Linked DNA regions of Oryctolagus cuniculus: all the other regions are linked to region 1. The links are chromatin contacts, called in public Hi-C and Micro-C maps. All regions are on one chromosome and are shown on one strand. Each heading gives the region's core, a stretch centred on a gene start, on an enhancer-like site or on the middle of the called end of the contact. The rest is flanking DNA. Distances are from core to core; before and after follow the strand shown. Region 1 holds the start of ROCK2 (Rho associated coiled-coil containing protein kinase 2). Region 2 overlaps ROCK2 (Rho associated coiled-coil containing protein kinase 2). Region 3 has its middle 40 kb from the start of ROCK2.

Region 1 (2,813 bases), core at 101-2,600:
CCCTCCGGAGCGAACAGCCAGAGTATCTTTCTCCACTTTTTTCTCCCCCGGGGAACGGTCCGCACCGTCTCTTCCCATAAATGCATCTCGGTGGCACTCTAATTAAATCGCCTGCAAAACACAGGCGTCCACCCTGACGAAAGGAAGACACGAGCCAGCAATCGATGGCGCGTTTCTAATTCGCAGACCACGTTCTCTGCCGAGTCAAAAGTCCCCCAGCAGCCTTGACGTGGCTTCACAGCCCCTCTTAGGGACGAGGCACAGTGAAGAGGTTCACTACCGTACAAGTCAAGACTGGGGGGGGGGGGGGCTAGCGCTATTATCTCGAGAAATTAAATATACAGAAACGAAATGCCAACCGCGCGATGTCCAAAGACAACTTGGGACGCACAACTTGGGCGCTGCGTTCCAGGGTCGCAGCCTACAGGGAGCGGGCTCTTCGTCAGGAACCCCAGGTGGGCACTCCCCACACGGCCAGCATCGGGCGTCCAGCTCCCCCGCGGGCACCCGCGTCCCCCCACGCAGCCTGACACTCCCCCAGCCCCGCACCAAGCCTGGCCGAGCCGCGCCCCGACCTCCCCAAGCCCCGTGGGTGGGCAGGGCTGCTTCCTCCCGCGGCTCCGGCAGAGGGGAAGCCGGGGTGACACCGGGAGCACCCGAAGGTGGGCGTCTCCTCGGGCCCCCCCTCCCCGCTGCCGGGAGCCGGGCGGGGGCGGCGAGACCTCCCCCTCCCCACGGACGGGCGGGCACAGAGGGGGCTCCGAGGCCAGACCGCGCGCGGCAGGGCTCGCAGGCCCCGGCCACCTACCAGCAGGCTCTCCACGTTGATGGGGGAGCGGGGATCCCGGATCAGCGCCTCCAGCTTCCTCTGGCGGCCCGCGCCGGCCCCGTCCCCCGGCGCGGCCTCGGGGGCGCCGGGCATTTTCCCCGTCGGCGGGGGCCGGCTCATGCCGCCAGCGCCAGGCCCGCACTCCGGCTCCCCGCGCTCAGCTCCGGCCGCCGCGGGGCCTAGCGCCGGCTCCAGGCGGAGCTCCACGCCGCAGCGGGGCCCGAGGCTGCCTTCGCGGGGCCCGCCCGGCCCGGCCCGGCCCGGCCCGGCCGGGAGCGGCGAGGCGCAGATGGCGTCCCCGCCCCTCAGTCCGATTCGCGCCGCCCGGTGCGCGGCGAGCTCCCGCAGGACTCGGCGGGCGGGAGCGGGGAAGCGGCCGGGCCGCCCCGCCCTCCGGCTCCCGGGAGGCTGAAGCGCAGCTCGGGGCAGCTACGGCCGCCGCCCGCCCGCCCCCATGGTCGCCGCGGCCGCCTCGCAGTCCCACCAGCCCGCTCCGCTCACGCCCGGCGGCGCCGCGTCCCGGCCCCGGCGCGCGCCGCCGCTACCCACAAGCCCCTCGGCCGCGGCCGCCGGCGCGCGCCCGCGCCCGCGCCCGCGCCCGCGCGCGCCCCGCCCCGCCCGCCCGCCCGCCCGCCGGCCCCCGCTCGCCGCGCCGCCTTCCTCCGCTCCTCTTCCTCCCTGTCTCTGCCTCCGAGCCGCCCGCTCGGCGCCCCGTGCGCCCCCGCCGGGAGTCCTGGGGGGGCGCGGGCGCGCGCGGGGGAGGGGCGGGGGCGCCCGGGTCCCCGCCCGCCTGACCCCGGCCCGGCCGGCGACCCCGCGGCCCCCGCTGACTCAGCGCGCAGCTATGCGGGCCTTGCAGCGCCCGCGCCCGAAGAATAGCGACCGCGGCGGCCGGCGGGGCCTGCGCGGGCCGCGGGGCCTGCAGCCGGCGCTTCCGCCCCCGAGGCGGAGGCCTCGCAGCCTGGCCCTGGCCTCTGACGGGAAAGCCGTGGGGAGACGCCGGGCGCCCACGGGCCTTTCGGGGGGCGACTCCGGGGGCCGCCCCGGGGTCACACGCGCCCCGGGGGCAACCCGGAGCGAGCGAGGCAGGGGTTAGGAAGCGGTTCCCGGGGCCCCTGTGACCCGGCCGCCCAGAGGAAGTGACCCGCAGGGGCAGGGGCCCTGCACCGAGACGTCCACGGCTCGGCTGTCGATGCCCCCGGTGGCCGAGCCCGGGGTCCCGCGGGCCGGTCAGCCGGGCGCACTCCCGGGAGGAGCCCTGGCAGGTGTGCGGACGGCGGAGCACGTGGAACTTGAATAAAGTTAAATAAAGCCGAAGGCACGAAGTAGCGGGCGCGCACTGTGTAGCTGTGTCCCCTGAGCGGCTCCAAGACCGGCCGAGAAGTCGGCTCGCGGGTGAATGGGATCCTCTTTCCCGGGAAGATGCTTCAAAGCGCACTGAAGTTTGCAAAATGCCCTAAAACGCACGAGCCACTCCAAAACAGCTACAATCTGATACCATTAAGCAGGAAGAATCTCAAGCTGCTCTTCGCGGCCGGTCAGAGATAAGCCCGCAGATATGGTCTAAAAGTAGCATTTTTATCAGTAAGTGTTCCAGGAGCCTGCTCTTCGCTTTTGGGCGGAAGCCACCCTTTCTTGGACTTGGGCGGCGAGAGGCCCTGGACGAATTCCGTCTCAGAGACTAACCCTCGCTTCTGGTCCGAAGGAGGGTTAGTGTTGGGTTACCTGCGTGGACCCCACCACGGGGGCACTCCTCCTTAGCCTGGACACACCATGAGGGCGCCACCGCTGGTTCTGCCTGCTTTGCCCTGAGGACAGCTTATGCAAGACAGTAGGAAGACTGTAGGCCCCCGGTTCCCAGTTAACTGGGCAAGCACCACCTGGGTGTTTTTATGGGGCTTGGTGGAATAACAGAAAGCTGTGGTCCCAAGTACTGGACAAGGGAACCTCATTTGGAAAGAAAAGGGCAGTGATCAACAGGATA
Region 2 (2,813 bases), core at 163-2,662, 56 kb before region 1:
GTACAGGTGCCAGTGTCTCCCACATTTGTGTCGGATAGATTTGATTCACCCATAAGCTTGAGAGTCTAATGAAGCCTCAGAACCGTTCTCCTGTTTGCTTGCACAATCCTTAGCCACTTTGCTCACCTAGATGTGTCTGTCACTCTAGGAAAGTCAGCTCTTCAGATTGCCTCAAAACAATACAGGTGGCCCGTAGTGAAGTAACAGACATCTAACAGAGCAGCATCCACATGGAGAACTAAAAGGGATGGTTAAAAACTTACTTAAAACCTGAACTTCGAGATGTGAGGGAGGTGGACCCTTCCTGAATGACACCTACAGTGCTCACGGACCTTCAGCCTTTCGTTCCCTCGTGTGTCTGAATTTGCTCTTCCACACAGAACACTCTCCCTCCTCCTCCTCCTCTGCCTGCCAATGACTCCTAATTCTTACAGACGCTTTTCAGAGCTTTCTTCGTTTTAAATGTCCCTCTTCCGAGCTTTCTCACAAGTTTTTCATTTTGCCTCAATGTATTTAGCACCTGGTAAGCATCGAAAGTCAAATCAATGTAAAAAGGAGCAAACTGATACACAGACGTGTTCTAAACAAAGTAAAAAACATCAAGGAATTACAAAACCTGGGCTTTATCACCTTGGTTCTGTCACTTACTTGGTTGTGTGACCCTAGGAAAGAAATCTCTAACACCCTCACTTGTACAACATTCTGGGGAATAGTTTTCTCCTATAAAAACGAAAAATGACTTTTTTCAATAGTTTAGCAAGGCCTAAAACAGGATGAGGCACGTGAAGCTGGTCCAGCACTTGCCTGAAGCAGAAACCAAGCGCTGGGGGTGACACTATGGCTTTTCCTGCTGCCCTAGGCTCTGGTTTGGCTCATCAGACAAGACCAGACCAGGGTGCTCATTTTTCCTTTGTGACTCAGTACAGACCTCTCTGCCCTGTTTTTATCTAAAACTTTTATTTTGATAGATCTTTGCATTAATTTGTAATACTACATTAAAACATCACCTTGTTCTGTGTTATTTTGCTAGTACCCCCTTAACTTTGTGCCCAGTGCCAGCCAAGTACCTCGACCGGCTTCACCCTAACCCCACCGCTGGTCCTAAGATGCCAAATGTCTACAGTGATAGTCGTTAGCTGTAGCGTGCTTTCATTTTGAAAGAATGTATAAAGAACGATTTGATCTAACTTTCAGAATGAAAATCAGTAGAATTAAGTGTAAAGTTAGTAGCAGTCCTAATGGTGAGGGTGCTGCTACAATGAAAGTAATAATTTTAGTTATAATACTTAGTCACAATAATAAGGCAGCTACTGCTTACAGAGTGCTGGAATACCAGACACAACGCCAGACGACGTACACAACAACCACCTCATTTAATCTTCCTAGCAGACTGTGCAAGGAGGTGCTACCTTTTTTTTTTTTTTTTCCTGAGGAAATTAGGCTTGAGGAATGTAAAACAATTTCACAGAACTGCACGGCTAAAATGTAGCAGGGCTGGTATTGGGTGTAATGCCAAGTCTCAAGTCATTATTAGCACTTTTAATACTTTTATAAGGTTCTAAGTTTTTTCTTCAAAAATAATCAGTGGGATAGGAAGTCATGAGTCAATGTACTATATATAATGTAGTATGTTATTTAGAAACACATGAATAAAATTAAGATAAAATTATTTTTGTAGTACAAAACTCCTTTGGTTTATAAATCAATAATTCTTTCCACTATAAACAAGTTTTCTTCCTCAAGGAAGGTATACTGTTTTATGAAAACTTCCTACAAATTAAAACCAAAAATCAGGAATGTAACCATTTTGCCATTATAAGATTTAAGAACAATTTTTAATGCATCATGTCTGAATGCTAGTCTTAATTTAATTGGTATTCAATTGAGAAACTTGGGTCAGATAAACTTGATAGCTTAATACTGATTGAAGTCAAATCAAATTTTTTATATCTAACTCACAAAATGAAACACTATACACTGACTTTAGAGTAGAAACAACCTGTCCACCCAAGATACAACAAATATATATAAGGAAGAAAAAAAGCCTTTTAGTTTTATTAGTTTTCCTATTGTGTTCATGGTACACAGGAAAAGGAAATTAATTATATGGCCTTAATATTTTTGTTACAACAATAATTTCTAAAAGATTAATTTATTTATTTGAAGGGCAGAGCTAGAGAAAGAGCAAGAAAGCTTCCACCCGCTGGTTCTCTTCCCAAATGACTGCAAAAGGCCAGAGCTGGGCCCATCCGAAGCCAGGAGCCAAGAGTTTCTTCCAGGTCTCCCACGTGGGCACAGGGGCCTAGGCACTTGCCCATCATCCACTGCTCTTCCAGGCCATCGGCAGGGTGCTGGATTGGAAGAGGAGCAGCCGGGACTCATCGGTGCCCAAATGCAACGCCAGTGCCACAGGCGGCAGCTTTACCTGCTCTGCCACAGCACCGGCCCCACAATAATATAGTCCGACAGCAATACTGTAGGTACAGTGATGGGCGGGTCTACACTAACTTCCTTATGAGGAAGCTAAGGCACCTGAAGCACAATGGGTTAATGGACATCTGCAGGAGCCGTGGTGACAACTTCCCTGCAGAGCATAGCCAGGAACTACAGATACTGGCGCCTGCTGGCACAGGGTTGAGCTGCCTCGTGGGATGTCTGCGTCTCATATCCGGGTGCCCTGCCAGTCCCAGCCACTACACTTCCCATCCAGCTTCCTTAGGATGTGCACACTGGGGAACAGCAGATGGTGCTCCTTGCCACCCCACGGAAGACCGGGACTGAGTTCCTGGCTCCCCGCTTCAGCTTGGCCCAGC
Region 3 (2,813 bases), core at 113-2,612, 40 kb after region 1:
CGAAACCAAAAGCCAGGTACTTATCCTGGTCTCCCATGGGGTGCAGGGCCCAAGCACTTGGGCCATCCTCCACTGCACTCCCTGGCCACAGCAGAGGGCTGGCCTGAAGAGGGGCAACCGGGACAGAATCCGGCGCCCCGACCGGGACTAGAACACGGTGTGCCAGCGCCGCAGGTGGAGGATTAGCCTAGTGAGCCGCGGCGCCGTCCCCAAGTCTGGAAAGTTCTAAGGCTGGCAGTCTTCCCAGGGTGACGCATCACCTTTTAAATAACAAATGGGTCACTCGAGGGAACCCTGATGACGTGCAGTTGCAGGATGCGGGCACGCCACGAGAGGCGGCACGATGCCCAGGTATTTGCTGAAACGGGGAAGTGCTTTGTCAGTGGTCGGCAGCCCAGACTTCAAGTCCCAGCTGCTCCATTTCTGATCCAGCTCCCTGCTAATGCGCCTGGGGAGGCAGGAGCAGATGGCCCGAGCTACTGGAGCGATTCCTAGTAGCTTCCGGAACGGGGGTGTTCACTCAGTTGACTCACTCTGCCTTTCCTGTGCTGATTTATTGCTTGGAGCATCACCTGGGTGCTGGTGTGTCCTGGGTCCAGGCTTACAGTGCAAAGTGTGAGTGACACGGGGGAGGAGCAGGGGGCAGATGTGCCACGTTCAGGATCTCTGGTTGAGGCACGGAAACACGGGCAGGCCCAGCTAGTGGTCGTTGTGTCCACGGCAAGAGGGGCATGGGTGTGCTGTGGAGTGACCGTGGAGCCTGGAGTCCCATCCTTGTCTTCCAGCACCTGTGCCGCTCTTGACGATGGTGGGACTCGGGCCCGTGGACTCGCCATTGGCCCCCACCACCAGCTTCCCCGTCTCTAGAGTGGCTTCCCTCTGTGCTTTGCAGCGACACTGGTTAGTAGTACGTAACGATACCAGCTACCACGTCGCAGTGAACAATCACACTTCGCTGGCACTCGGCCCCGACGAAGCACATCACATTTCCCTACAACCCTAGCAGATTGATCCTATTACTACTCGCATTTTTTGGGTGAGGCAGCCAAGAGCCCAAAGGGTGGAATACCGTGCGTGGACCCCTAGTGCGTGGACCCCTAGCCCCACCAGAGCACTGCTCTCCGGCCTGGGTGACATCATCGCCCTGTCCACCATGCTGTTCCTGCCACTTGGGGTCCTGATCCAGGAAGCCTAGATCGAGACTTGTGCAGGCAGGGGGCTGGGGTGGGGGACAGATCCTCTGAGCCCAGCCAGCTGCCTCGACCTGCCCACTGTCACCCAGGAAACAACCTCCCTTTTACTGTTGCCGTGGAAACCATCTCAACCCTCTCTCTGCCACCTTCACCATGGAGACAGCCAATGGGGAAGCAGCTCCTTGAGTGGGAGAGGTGAGAATGAGCCTCAGACCCTCCCGTGCTGCCGGAGAGCAGGCTCCAGGAGGAAGCCAGCTGGAAATTCCCCCTGTCCCAGGAATGTGGAGAAGTCTATTGTCAAGGCCAGGATGTCCCTGGGGCAGATGGGGGTTAGAAGAACTGCGGTCTGGGTTTATTTCTGGAGACTGACTTTCCTTAGCGCAAGCCCAAGGAAATCCAAATGTTCGCGTCTCACAGACACTGGCAATGCCCCGGGCCAGGGCTTCTCGTGGGTGTCCTTGGGCTTCCAAGCTGCAGGAAGGCGTTGGGTGCTGGTGCCTGGTGACGAATCTGTCGGGCCGGGGCTGCAGCCGTGCGTGGCTCTCTGGCTCCGGGCTCCCAGGCCGGTATGTTCCTTAGGCAAACAGGAGGCGCAATCCTTGCGTTGCCAGACTTTATTTTGGGAGAGAAGGATGTGGGCACTGGAAGCTGCAGGGGCAGGATGATGCGACGGGTAAGAATGTGCACACTGGCATTGCACGGCCGAGCGGCGTCCTGCTGTGTGGCGTGTGTGCACTTGACCTTCTCAAATCTCCGGTTCTTTGAAAGTAAAATTGAGTTCATAGCAGTGTCACTCTCTTAAGGCTCTTATGGTGACTAAATGAGACCCACAGGGCACAACACCCAGCACAGGGCAGCACACTCAGTAAATGTGGGCAAACGTTGTCCTGTGACGATCGTTTCACAGACGACGGAACATTTTAACAGCACGACACCATGTTAGCCAACACGACAGCGTTTAAACTGTAGACTCTTAGTCAATGTCTCATCCTCACCGATTCTCTCAGGGTGGACCTCAGAACTCAGAGGCCCACGGTCAAAGACAGGTGAGAGATCAGGAGCCCTTAGCAGCCAGCCCGAACCTGGGGGTGGGCCCTGGCCCTGCCCGGCCAACACCTGCGCAGGGCTGGACTGCAGCCACGCCAGGACATGAGCTCAGACTTGCCCCTCCCCGCCCCTCTCCCTGCCCCTTTTGGCCACGTCAGTGTTCACTGAGGTCTGAGGGTCCTGGCCCCGGGAGCCAGAGCTGCTGCCTGCCCCCTTCCCGTTCTCCCGTCGAAGCTGGCTGCTCGGCCACTGGTTCCTCCTGGTTCCCGGGCAGCCACTCCCACTCCACGTGCCCGGCCGGAGCTGGGCACCGCAGAGCCTCCTGCACAGGCTCATTTGGAGAGGCCTCCTCTTGCAACGTCGTCTCCTCTGGCTGCCCTGCGGGGACTTGGGTGCTGGGAGCGTGGGAGGATCTGCGAACAGACGGCGAGCCAAGAGGCCCGGAGAGAGCAGAATCCGGCAGGAAACGCGGTCGGAGGCGGAATGAGTCAGCAGCTCTCTCCCCGGCCTTCGCTTTTCTTTTCTCTGAGAAGGAGCAGTTTCCCTGCCTTACAGATGTGACGGGACAGCCCT

Evidence for each region. Hi-C and Micro-C count contacts between places; a contact is called where the count stands out from the background.
Region 2: a Micro-C map of ear pinna shows a contact between it and region 1, with 1.7 times the contacts expected there. The contact joins the enhancer-like site here to the promoter of ROCK2 in region 1. A contact is called at or near these places in 2 of 6 Hi-C or Micro-C datasets (ear pinna and embryonic fibroblasts).
Region 3: a contact with region 1 is called in a Hi-C map of psoas muscle, with 2.8 times the contacts expected there. The contact joins the enhancer-like site here to the promoter of ROCK2 in region 1. A contact is called at or near these places in 2 of 6 Hi-C or Micro-C datasets (ear pinna and psoas muscle).

Annotation. Positions count from the first base shown.
Region 1 is chr2:191,340,847-191,343,659 of mOryCun1.1, reverse strand. ROCK2 (Rho associated coiled-coil containing protein kinase 2) reads right to left here and starts at 1,350. Exons shown (of 32, transcript XM_070069461.1): 1 at 809-1,350. The coding sequence starts at 949.
Region 2 is chr2:191,397,345-191,400,157 of mOryCun1.1, reverse strand. The region is part of intron 1 of ROCK2 (Rho associated coiled-coil containing protein kinase 2); the gene reads right to left. Among named protein-coding and RNA genes, the nearest start is that of ROCK2, 56 kb to the right of the region's middle. Within about 2 kb of position 1,412, at least 1 of the 8 cell types and tissues checked has an H3K27ac peak or open chromatin away from gene starts, as enhancers often do.
Region 3 is chr2:191,301,115-191,303,927 of mOryCun1.1, reverse strand. No RefSeq gene overlaps it. Among named protein-coding and RNA genes, the nearest start is that of ROCK2, 40 kb to the left of the region's middle. Within about 2 kb of position 1,362, at least 6 of the 8 cell types and tissues checked have an H3K27ac peak or open chromatin away from gene starts, as enhancers often do. A contact at or near this core is called in ear pinna, where this site is marked.